Linked DNA regions of Gossypium hirsutum: region 2 is linked to region 1. The links are chromatin contacts, called in public Hi-C maps. All regions are on one chromosome and are shown on one strand. The core of a region is the stretch at or near the end of the contact, and the rest is flanking DNA. Distances in the headings are between cores, read along the strand shown.

Region 1 (5,071 bases), core at 104-2,603:
TTGAAGGTATTTTGCGGCACTGTTGGCAGAGGAGGGGGTGGGGGAGGTGGATAGGAAGAATCCAGAGGTGGCGGAGGCGGTGGGGGATAAGAATATTGCTGCTGTGGAGGTGGAGGAGGCGGTGGCTGCTGCTGTTGTTGGGGCGGTCTTGAAGAAGGGTAATGATAATTTGATTTCAAATTCATTTGATTGTAATTTTGATCATAATGTTGTTGGGGTGGGAGAGGATTTTGATTTGGTGAGGGTGGAGGAGGAAAGGATTGTGGTGGGAATGACCTATACGAGGCCATTCTTCTTCTCTTTTATTCACTTTATCACAGTATCAAAAACAGAGACAAATCAATAAGAAAGCCGCATAAAAGAACAGTAAAACATGAAACTTGAGATTTTGAATTCTGGGCTTCTTTTTTCTCCTAGTTTTCTTGAAGAAATTTATTCAAATTGGAAAACCTTCAACTCGAATTTGAAATTTCCTATTTTCCTTTCAAGAAAAAAAAACCCTAAAGGAATAGATTCAAAACATTGAAATCCTAATTTCCAGAATTCAGCTGAAGTAGCTAAAACCCTAGCAAAATCAACCGCCAAAAATTTTTAATTTAATCAGGTCGGCAAAAAAATTTGTGGGAAGAAAGCGTTAAATGAGATAAACAGAGCAACGAATTGAACTCTCAATTCCACAAACCCTAGGAAAGAGATAGAGACTGATCTGGAATCTAATCAGTAAATACTTGAAAGCAAAAACCAGCTCCTACTTTATTAAAGGGAGAAAAAAGAAACCTAACCAATTGAAATCCGAACTAATATATGTTTATTATTTACAGCTCTAAGCGAAAACCAAAATGCGTGAGTGAGTGACCGGAAAAAGTTTGCCGGAACGGAGAAGGGGATAATATCCTCTTTTACTTGACTTCGGATTTATTTTTGGGTTTTATATATTCAGGATTATTTCTTTGTTTTTTCCAATGTTATTGAAATCCGGAGTTAGGATGAGAACTAGTTGAGTCGTGAACACAGTTGAACCGCGATCTATAAACTGAATGAACCAATGCAAAACCAGTTAAACCGACTTTTGCAACCCAAATCCATCGAAAACATACCAAACCCTAAAAATTTAATCCAGTTAAACCGACTTTTGCAACCCAAATCCATCGAAAACATACCAAACCCTAAAAAATTTAATCAATCCAACCCAATCACCCAACCTAAAATAATAAAGTAAAAAAAAAAACCCCTAAATTCCTTAATCTGTCTTGTACCTACTAAAACACTTGAAGAAGAAAAGAACAACTCTGCTGCTCGTTGCTCTGCCATTTTGAGACGGGTCAAATTCTCAAGTCTTAATTAGCTGTTAAGTTCGTTAACAAAACGACAGTGTTTAATCTTTTATGTTTAGAAACTTCAAAAAAACGTAGAGTTTAAGGGAGGGTTAGACGCAGCGTTTCAGTGTTGATGAAGGGAATTGAGTAAAATGGTGCGTTTCACTCTAATATTGCACATGTCTAACAAAATTTCAAATTGGTTGTAACGGCCTGGTGGTTATAATTGCCCAAGGGCCCAAGAAGCAGTTATGCAAAAATTTGAATGCCAAGTTTAGTCTCTCTTCTTCTCTTTCTCTCAAAATTTTCTCTCTTTTGTGTTTTCTGCAAACTCCAGCATCACATGTGCCAACGGCTGCCTCTCTACTTCTTTTCAACTCTTCTCTCATCTCAAGTTTCAACCTTAATTGTTGTTGATCATTGTCTCTAACCATTGCCGACCACCGTTTCTTGCTTTGAAGATTATTTTGGAGAGTCAATGATAAGATTTTCATTATCTTTTGTTTTTTTTCCTTCCTCTTTATTTTCAAGAAAATTAAGCATATATGTCAATTGTAAAAAAAATTAAGGTTTGATATCGTTTTATTTGGAAATTACAGAAATAAGTCGATTTTGGAGGGAGAAGACAAAAAAACACGTGTAGGAAGCGCTTTCAGGTGACATGGAGAAGAGAGGTGAAAATGCGTTGTTTAAAAAATTACAGAGCACATTTTCATCACATGGCGTTGCCTTGTACCAAAGTCGGATTTTTAAAAAAAATTATATAAACTGTTAGAATATCACCGTCGTTGAGTTTCTAACCTTGGGATCAATGGCAAGTTGACCAACGGTAACACTTTTTTCTCCAATGTCAACATTTTTTTTCTCCAAAGGACATTTTTTTCCTATATATACCTGTCTATTTTCAAAAAAATTTATTCAATCTTATTTATCTATTCTCCCAATCTTATACATTTATTCTCGCAATTTTCTGTACTATTTTATTCTTAATGTTTTTCATTCAATTTTTGTAAATTTTTTATTTTGTAATTTCTTTAATTTTATTTCATTTTCATAATTTTAAAAATGTTAATGTCTCTAATTCAAGTTGGGTATAGAGTGTTACATGAGACTTGAAAATCAAGTCTCGATACTCAGGCTACCATGTCTTAAGACTTTTATCTAGTCCCAAGACATAAATCTAGAACTATAGGAAAATAGTATTCCAGGTCATGCAATCATGTCTCTATATGCCTCCTAGCAAGATATATGTCAAACAAAAAGTATGAAAACATGTTTAACACATGGAAACAAGTCCATAACATAAAAATTCCTTATCATAACCGTTTTCAATCAAAATTTGACTAGATGAGTAGATTATATGTATAAAACCAATACGCAAGTTCATTAAAAACTGTGACATCCAGCATTTGATCCAGTCGTCGAGTCCTAATGCGAGACCCATATTAGTTGCTAGAGTAATTTAATCTAGCTTATACTTTAAATTCAATAAGAAAGTCAAACATAAATCCATTCATATCAAACCATTTCAATTGATTAAATTCATTATTAAAACTTTTAAAACAATTTATAAATATTTTAAAACAATTCCTAAGTGTTTAGAGGTCATCAGGACTTAGCACGGGTCTCTAGGAGTCGAAACAACTCAAAACAAGTGAGGGACAATGTTCTGTCATAGCTGTATAGGTACAAGTGAGAATTTGTACTGATACAAGTCCTTGCTATCGTACACTTTTACTTTCACTAACTTACTTGTTGCGATACAATTTAGCATATGTATAGATACAACTATGCTAGGACCCAAAAATCACCTCAAAACTCACCTAAATTGACCTTTAACATCGCCAATTCAAAACCATCACTTATTATACTAAAAAAAAAAACACCATGTACACTCACAATAACACATTCAAACATCATGGAAACAATCATTCTAAATTGTCATTATACTTAATTACAAGGTTAACTTACTTGGCAAGTAAGTGACTCATCATTCATATGCATAATATTCATATCCCTTTTAACTTACATTAACTATGGCATAGAAGATGTTAGCAAATTTACTGGAGACTATTTTAGTAAATTGTTTAAGTCTATTGCTACTCCAAATGTTGAGAATTATATCAATGGCATTCAAATTAAGGTTACTTAATATATGAATGCTAAGCTGGCTAAGGATTTCACGGATGAGAAAATCATTGATGCCTTCAACCACATGGATTCGCGCAAAGCCTTGGGGATTGATGGCCTCTCGGGGATTTTTTTTAAAGAGAATTGGGAGGTTGTGGGTAAAGATGTCCTTAAACTTTGCTATGAAATTTTAGATGGCAACAAGGATATCTCTTGTATTAATGAAATGATTATTGTACTTATTCCTAAGATTAAAGACCCTGTCGACATGACTAACTTTAGACCTATAAATTTATGCAGGGTGATCTACAAGATTATTGCAAAGGTTTTAGCGAACTGTTTGAAGACCACCCTTCCTTTTTGCATCAGTTAAAACCAAAGCGCCTTTGTCCCGGGCCGGATGATCCATGACAACATCCTTATTGCCCATGAGATGATGTACTATCTCCAAAGCTCAAAGAATGGTCTAAACAAAAGGCTCGTCATTAAGCTCGATATGAGCAAGACGCATGACTAGGTGGAATGGAATTTTCTTGAAAAAGTTATGAAGAAGATGGGTTTTGAAGATGCTTGGATCGATAAAGTCATGCAATGTGTTAAAATGGTGAAATATGTGGTGAAATGTAACATGACTCTTTTAGAGACTATCATTTCGGATGGGTCTTTGACAAGGGGACTCCCTCTCTCCTTACCTATTCTTATTTTGTATGGAAGCATTCTCGAGAATGCTTTTAAATACGCAAGAAGCCAACCTAATTAGAGGCATTAGGGTTAGCTGAAATGGCCCTTGTGTAAATCACTTATTTTTGCTGACGATGCTTTTCTTTTTATCAAGTATAACAAAAAGGAAGTTGAAGATTTCATGAGAATCCTCAAAGATTTACTATAATGCCCCTAACCCGTATTCAACACCGAAATAGGGTTACGGAGTATTACCGAACTTATAGAATCAAACAATCATACATTTCATAATTATTTCTCATTCAAATTAAAAACCATTCAAATTCATTCATATAGTCCCTAATACGAGCCCTCGAGGCCCCAAAAAGACATTAAAAGTGGTTTGGGACTAAACTGAGTACTCAAGGAATTTTTTTAAAAACATGGAAAATTTTCAAAGTGCAGGGGACACACACTCGTGTGGCTAGGCCGTGTGTCTCACACAGCCAAGTGACACGCCCGTGTCTCAGGTCGTGTGGCTGTTCGAAATGGGGACACACGGTCGTGTCCTAGCCCGTGTCTTACCTCGTGTAACTCACTAACTTGAGTCATATGGCCAGATCACACGCCTATGTGCTTGGCCGTGTACCCTTCAAAATGGCCTCACACGCTCGTGTGCTAGGCCGTGTGAAAACTGGAGGGTATACTGACTTGTGCCACATGGCCAAGCCACACGTCTGTATGCTAGGCCGTGTGAAGCTCCTGACTTGATTTATATAGAAGTATCAGAGGACACATGGTCGTGTCACCTGATCGTGTGTCACACACGGCTGAGACTTGCGTCCGTGTCTCTACCCCTATGGACAAAAATAGGTCATTTTCCAAGCCATATTTCTCACCCAATGTGGTACCAACCTAAGCTCAACAATGCACATACAACCATGGCCTAAATAAGCATTCAAAAC
Region 2 (5,322 bases), core at 712-3,211, 280 kb after region 1:
CATTTCCATCATACAATTACACTGTAAAGTCAAAAGAACAGTAAAATTTCACAAATTGAGCGCAGTACTGTTAAGTGACGAGTAGTGTCAATTTGACATGGAAAGAAATTTAGGTCAAAATACACCCCAAACGGCCAGGAAAAAAATGAAGAGAAAATAATAAAGGATACCAGGAACAAGAAAGGTGCCAGATATAGTTCTATTTAATCAAATCGCAAAATTCATATATGGTAATCATTGAGAGCCCCTTATATCTTACTTTAATAAAGCTTCCTATTAAGAAAAATTCCAAAGTGAACTTACATGTCTGATTTATGACTCAACTGCTTTTGTGGCAGGATAATCTGCAAGTGAACCTGTTGAGAAAGAGTTGTTTCTTCAGCATTCTTTAAAATGAAAGAAGGAGAAAAACTTCATAAGATCATGAGTTATATTGCTTCCAATTGAGAAAATGCTAAGGTAAAGAAAAAAGTAGTACAGTAATTCCTTCTTTCACAAGTGGGAAGGGTCCCAAACAACTTTCTTACACCTGGCAGTTTCACCTTCAGATGTTACACCACTAACTTTGCCTTCCAGAGCTGCCAACAAATAATTTAAAGGCATTAATTAATAAATAAATAAAGGAAAACAAATCAATAGATTAGCTGGGCCTTTGGACTATGCAGAAAATGGAACCTGAATCAGGTTGAGTGATGTAGGCTCTCCTCCATAGTACTTGTTCCTATCCATATGCAGAACCTAAATGCATGATGAACAGCACCAAATGAAATGAACAAACAACAAAAGTAATATAATAAATATCTAGCACCATTTTGTAATTTTCCAAAAAGAGCGAAACAAAAGACACTTTCTACTTTGAAATCAACGTTATAGAATAAACAAGTTGCATTTCCTTTCACAAGTAAAGCATTTAGGAAAACCAAGCTTATCTAGAAGACTCACTTTACCTTAGCACAAACATTTTCAAGAGTTACATAGTGCAAGCAATTGGGGATGGTTAGACGATAAAGAGGTTTTACTCAAAAAAAGAACTATGATCAACTATACAAGCAGGATCATGAGAATTTTTCACATTTGACAGGGGGATGTCAGTAGTTGGCATCCCTTGATTAGATTAAACTGATTTATTTCAGTATAATTGCATCGTTGTAGCTACTGACAGGAGGATTGAAAATTTTAGGGGAAACATATCCTATTTGCAGCAACCTCGTTAAAATGTAACAGATCCATGCCTTAATCAAAGGCACCTCGATAAGGAATGGTGCAGAAAAAGGAGGGGGGAGAGAGAGAAAAAGAAAGATAGGCATAGACGTGGTGTTTGCCTTAATCAATGGCAACGATATCCAACAGATCCGTACACAAATCTAAGATGTACCCATCAAGATCTAGGATCAGAAATCAATTACTTAAAAGAAAAACAAAGAAAAGAAGATAGGAAATATATTATAGCAGCAGGTAAATGGGAAGAAAAAGAAAAAAGAAGACCTTGAGTCGATGAACAGAAAGAAGAGAGCGGAGGATGCGTTCGTTGAGAGCAGTTCCTAGCACTACGGCATCGTGGCTGACTATGAGCTGCCTATAGTGCTGTTCTAAACGATTAGCAAAGACGGTGAGGAGTTAGAATTTCTAGGGTTTGATAGATTAATTCATATTATTAACGAACAAATTAAGTACCAGATTAATTCATATTATTAACGAACAAATTAAGTACCTAGGTAGTAGACTAGTAGCAGTAGACAGCAGTAGTTAATTGTAAGTTTTCTTGTTCAGTTGCTGATTGATGAGATTCAGAGACGAGAAGAGATACGCTTTGGTTTCGCTTCAATGGTGATTATCAGGAGAGAGAGGTCAATGGAGAAATAGAATGGGAATTGAGAAGGGAACTTCAACTCGCCCAAACTCCTTTTGTTCGAAATAGGAGACCACGTGGCCAAAAATATTAGTTTGAAAAATAAACGACCCGTACTATTGTTAAATTATCACTTTGATATTTGTACAATTTTTTATTAATTTGGCTATTATACTTTATTTTTGGTTCTCAATGTGTACTATTATTCTCTATACCCCGTTTTTATAAATCAATTGTAAAGATAAAGCACCCCGTTTTTATAAATCAATTGTAAAGATAAAGCAGTTGTACTACAAATTGGTTGTCATTAAATTAAGCTTGCTCAATGATTTATGTTGGGATCTCTTTGAACCTGATAGAACCATATGAGATCTTTTGCATTGCACCAACCCATATATGAGTTGTAGCATTAACTTCTTTTGGGACATTTTGTAAAATTATCTGTCACTTTCTGCTACAAAGTTCCTTTATTTTTATCACTAAATCACTGTTCAATTTACCACGAGATTTGTTCGAAATTGCTGTAAGGGCTTAGGCATAATCCATTTCAACGATAATAATATCCCATTTAGCATCCCAAGACAACACAAGGGCGTCATAAATTGCCCAAAGTTTCGTCTGCTCGACACTACATCTTCCAATATTTTGCCTACACCTCCAGGCCATCTGCCCATAACATCTAACGCCACAACAGCAGCTGATGGAAATCCCAAACTCGAGGATTTTGCCCCATCCGTGTTTAATTTAACGAAACCCGACGGAGGAGGTTTCCAATTATTGTAACGGCTAAAGCTCCTAGAAGATCCAACAGATGAAATAAGACAATGCTTGATAGAACTCGCCCAACTCTATGAAGAGATAAGAATATGCTTTAAATCAACATCCACCCCTTGAACAATCCACATATTCCTTTGTTTCCACATATTCCAACAAATTATACCAAACAGAGATTGCCACTTTACCTCAGTATAGACTAGATCAAGATCATTCCTTAAATTTAAAGTGATCTAGTCTAATAACAGGATGGAAAAAGTTGCATTAAACATCTTTCAAGGATAAGTTGTTTCCACAGAACACGAGCCTTGTTACAGTCTTGCAAAACATGGATGATAGATTCTTCAGAATTACCACAAATTAAGCAATAAGGATTGCCAACCATTCCTCTTATGAATCTTTCGGCATTCGTTAGCAATCGTTCCTTAAAAACTAACCAGAAGAATTGTCTAACGTGTTGAGGGCCCTCAAAAGACCAAGCCAATTTCCATTTGCTGTCTACAGGTTTCAAATAGTTCTACATCAGGTGTTTGTATGTCGATTTGATAGTAAACTCACTGTTAGTAGATCATGTGGAAATTAGCTCATCTTGCCCAATAGAAGGATTCGAAGGCATGATACCTACAATATAAAGAACAACGTTTCTATCCACCATACAATGCCAAAAATTCCAATCCCAACTACCGTCAACTAACGTAACCTCCCAAAGGGTAGTATCCATATTAATGAGATCCATATTACAGCAAAAGTTAATAAAATGACTAATTTTCGAGACCCAATTATTTATCCATACTATGATTGGATCACCAACAGACCAAGCGACCTCCAAACAAAGGAACACAAACCCTTCGATATGTCCACCGGACACACGTCTTTGACTTTATATTTAGCACGGAGAAGTTGAACCCACAATGCTTGCTTATTTGTGAGAAAATTGAACCCTAGCTTTAGAAGGAAACAGTCGTTCTGCACTTTAAGACAACAAAGACTAAGACCCCTATTGGATAATGGTTGACAACAATTAAATCAATTAACCAAATATGGTTTATGACCACCTGTATCCTTACCCCAAATGAAACCTCAAGTACTCTTTTCAATTTTAGTGCAAATAGTAATGGAATCTTAATTGTCTACATAAAGTAATTAGGGATAGAAAGTAGGATAGACCATGCAAGCGTTGTAACACCCCTAACTCATTTTTATCGTTAAATTAGAGTTATAAAGCATTACCGTACAATTTCGAACAATTAATATCAAAACATATCAATAATTTCATTTAACAAAATTACCTAAAACTTATTACAACCTTATATACATTTGGCCCTTAAATCGGGCCTTCAAGGCCCTAAAATCAATTTGGACACGATCTGGGACTAAATCGAAACAAATCAAAAAATTTGAGAAAAAGTTGAAATTTTTGAAAATAGGGGTCACATGGCCCTGTGGCCAGACCATGTGACATAAACCAGACCATGTGATACTCGAACAAAGGGACACACAGCCGTGTCCCAACCCATGTTTTAAACCGTGTAACTCACTGAGTTATGTCACATGGTCGTGTCATAGGCCGTGTGCTAAACCGTGTAACTCACTGACTTGATACACAAGGCCGTGTGATAGCCCGTGTCCCAAGCCGTGTGCTCTATAATTTGACCCTATAATCAAGCCATTTCAAGACCAAAACATACCCAATCAACCATTCCATTTGTGCATACATTCAAAAGACCTAAACACCTTTCAAACACATATAAACATACCAATTCAATCAACCTATTTCACCTAACCAATATGCCATTCAAAGGCACCACATTTATACCAACAACTTCAATCAAAACAAGGCTATAATGCCATATTTCAAACACAAAACCTATTCAATATAACTACATAAAGACACCAATTTAACCATTCACATTTCACCACAAATATACCAAAATGACCATATATTACAAGTACTTAAAAGTGACCAAAAGACTTAAACTTGCCTAAGCATTATAAGTCTAACATACAAAATACATATTCCAAAAACATATTCATACCAAATTGTTCACTAACATATTCAAAAACATTCATTATAAAAAGGTCCTATACATGCCATTTATAACCTTGGCCAAAATAACTCAACAACTACCGAAGTGGTTGCTAGATAGTGTGATAGATCTTCGACAAACTTTCAACCGATCAAGCTTCTGATAATCTACGAAACAAAAGAAAATAACTACGTAAGCAACTAGTGCTTAGTAAGCTCGTATAAACTCAAACATAACTTACCATTCTTAAGCTCAATTTATAAAATGTGCATAACATCTTTACTATACTCATAAGCTTAATACAATCCTATAAGCATCACCAAACTCACAAATTAGTAGGCTCATGTATAATGCATATAGAAAATCAACCATTTCACAAATGAATCTTCATGAACATAACATTCATCACTTAATCATATAGTTCCATTCAATTCACTTGCATTCATCCAAATTTACCTTTCATAAATTTATGAGCAATTATCCATTTAAACACATGCCTTGCCAATTACCTTTACTTACCCGTTGAACCATCTAGAATTACATCAGATACTTAAGAATGCTCACACATAGTGTGCCTTCCCATATAACTATAACCTTTCTTTTTCAATAGTGCTCACACGAGCTATGAAATGGGCCTGTTCACACGAGTTGTGCGTTGGCATGGTAGCTACA

Evidence for each region. A called contact is a pair of places that touch in the nucleus more often than the background predicts.
Region 2: a Hi-C map of leaf shows a contact between it and region 1, with 2.3 times the contacts expected there. The contact joins the promoter of LOC107950626 here to the promoter of LOC107950655 in region 1. A contact is called at or near these places in 5 of 34 Hi-C or Micro-C datasets (hypocotyl and leaf).

Annotation. Positions count from the first base shown.
Region 1 is chrD03:11,414,153-11,419,223 of Gossypium_hirsutum_v2.1, forward strand. LOC107950655 (protein PAF1 homolog) reads right to left here and starts at 1,354. Exons shown (of 12, transcript XM_016885537.2): 1 at 1-1,354. The coding sequence starts at 290.
Region 2 is chrD03:11,689,823-11,695,144 of Gossypium_hirsutum_v2.1, forward strand. LOC107950626 (probable dolichyl pyrophosphate Glc1Man9GlcNAc2 alpha-1,3-glucosyltransferase) reads right to left here and starts at 1,962. Exons shown (of 9, transcript XM_016885506.2): 1 at 1,712-1,962; 2 at 1,486-1,584; 3 at 676-738; 4 at 479-578; 5 at 304-356; 6 at 1-21. The coding sequence starts at 12. It overlaps LOC107950625 (a long non-coding RNA gene), which reads right to left. Exons shown (of 2, transcript XR_001698132.2): 2 at 4,513-4,817.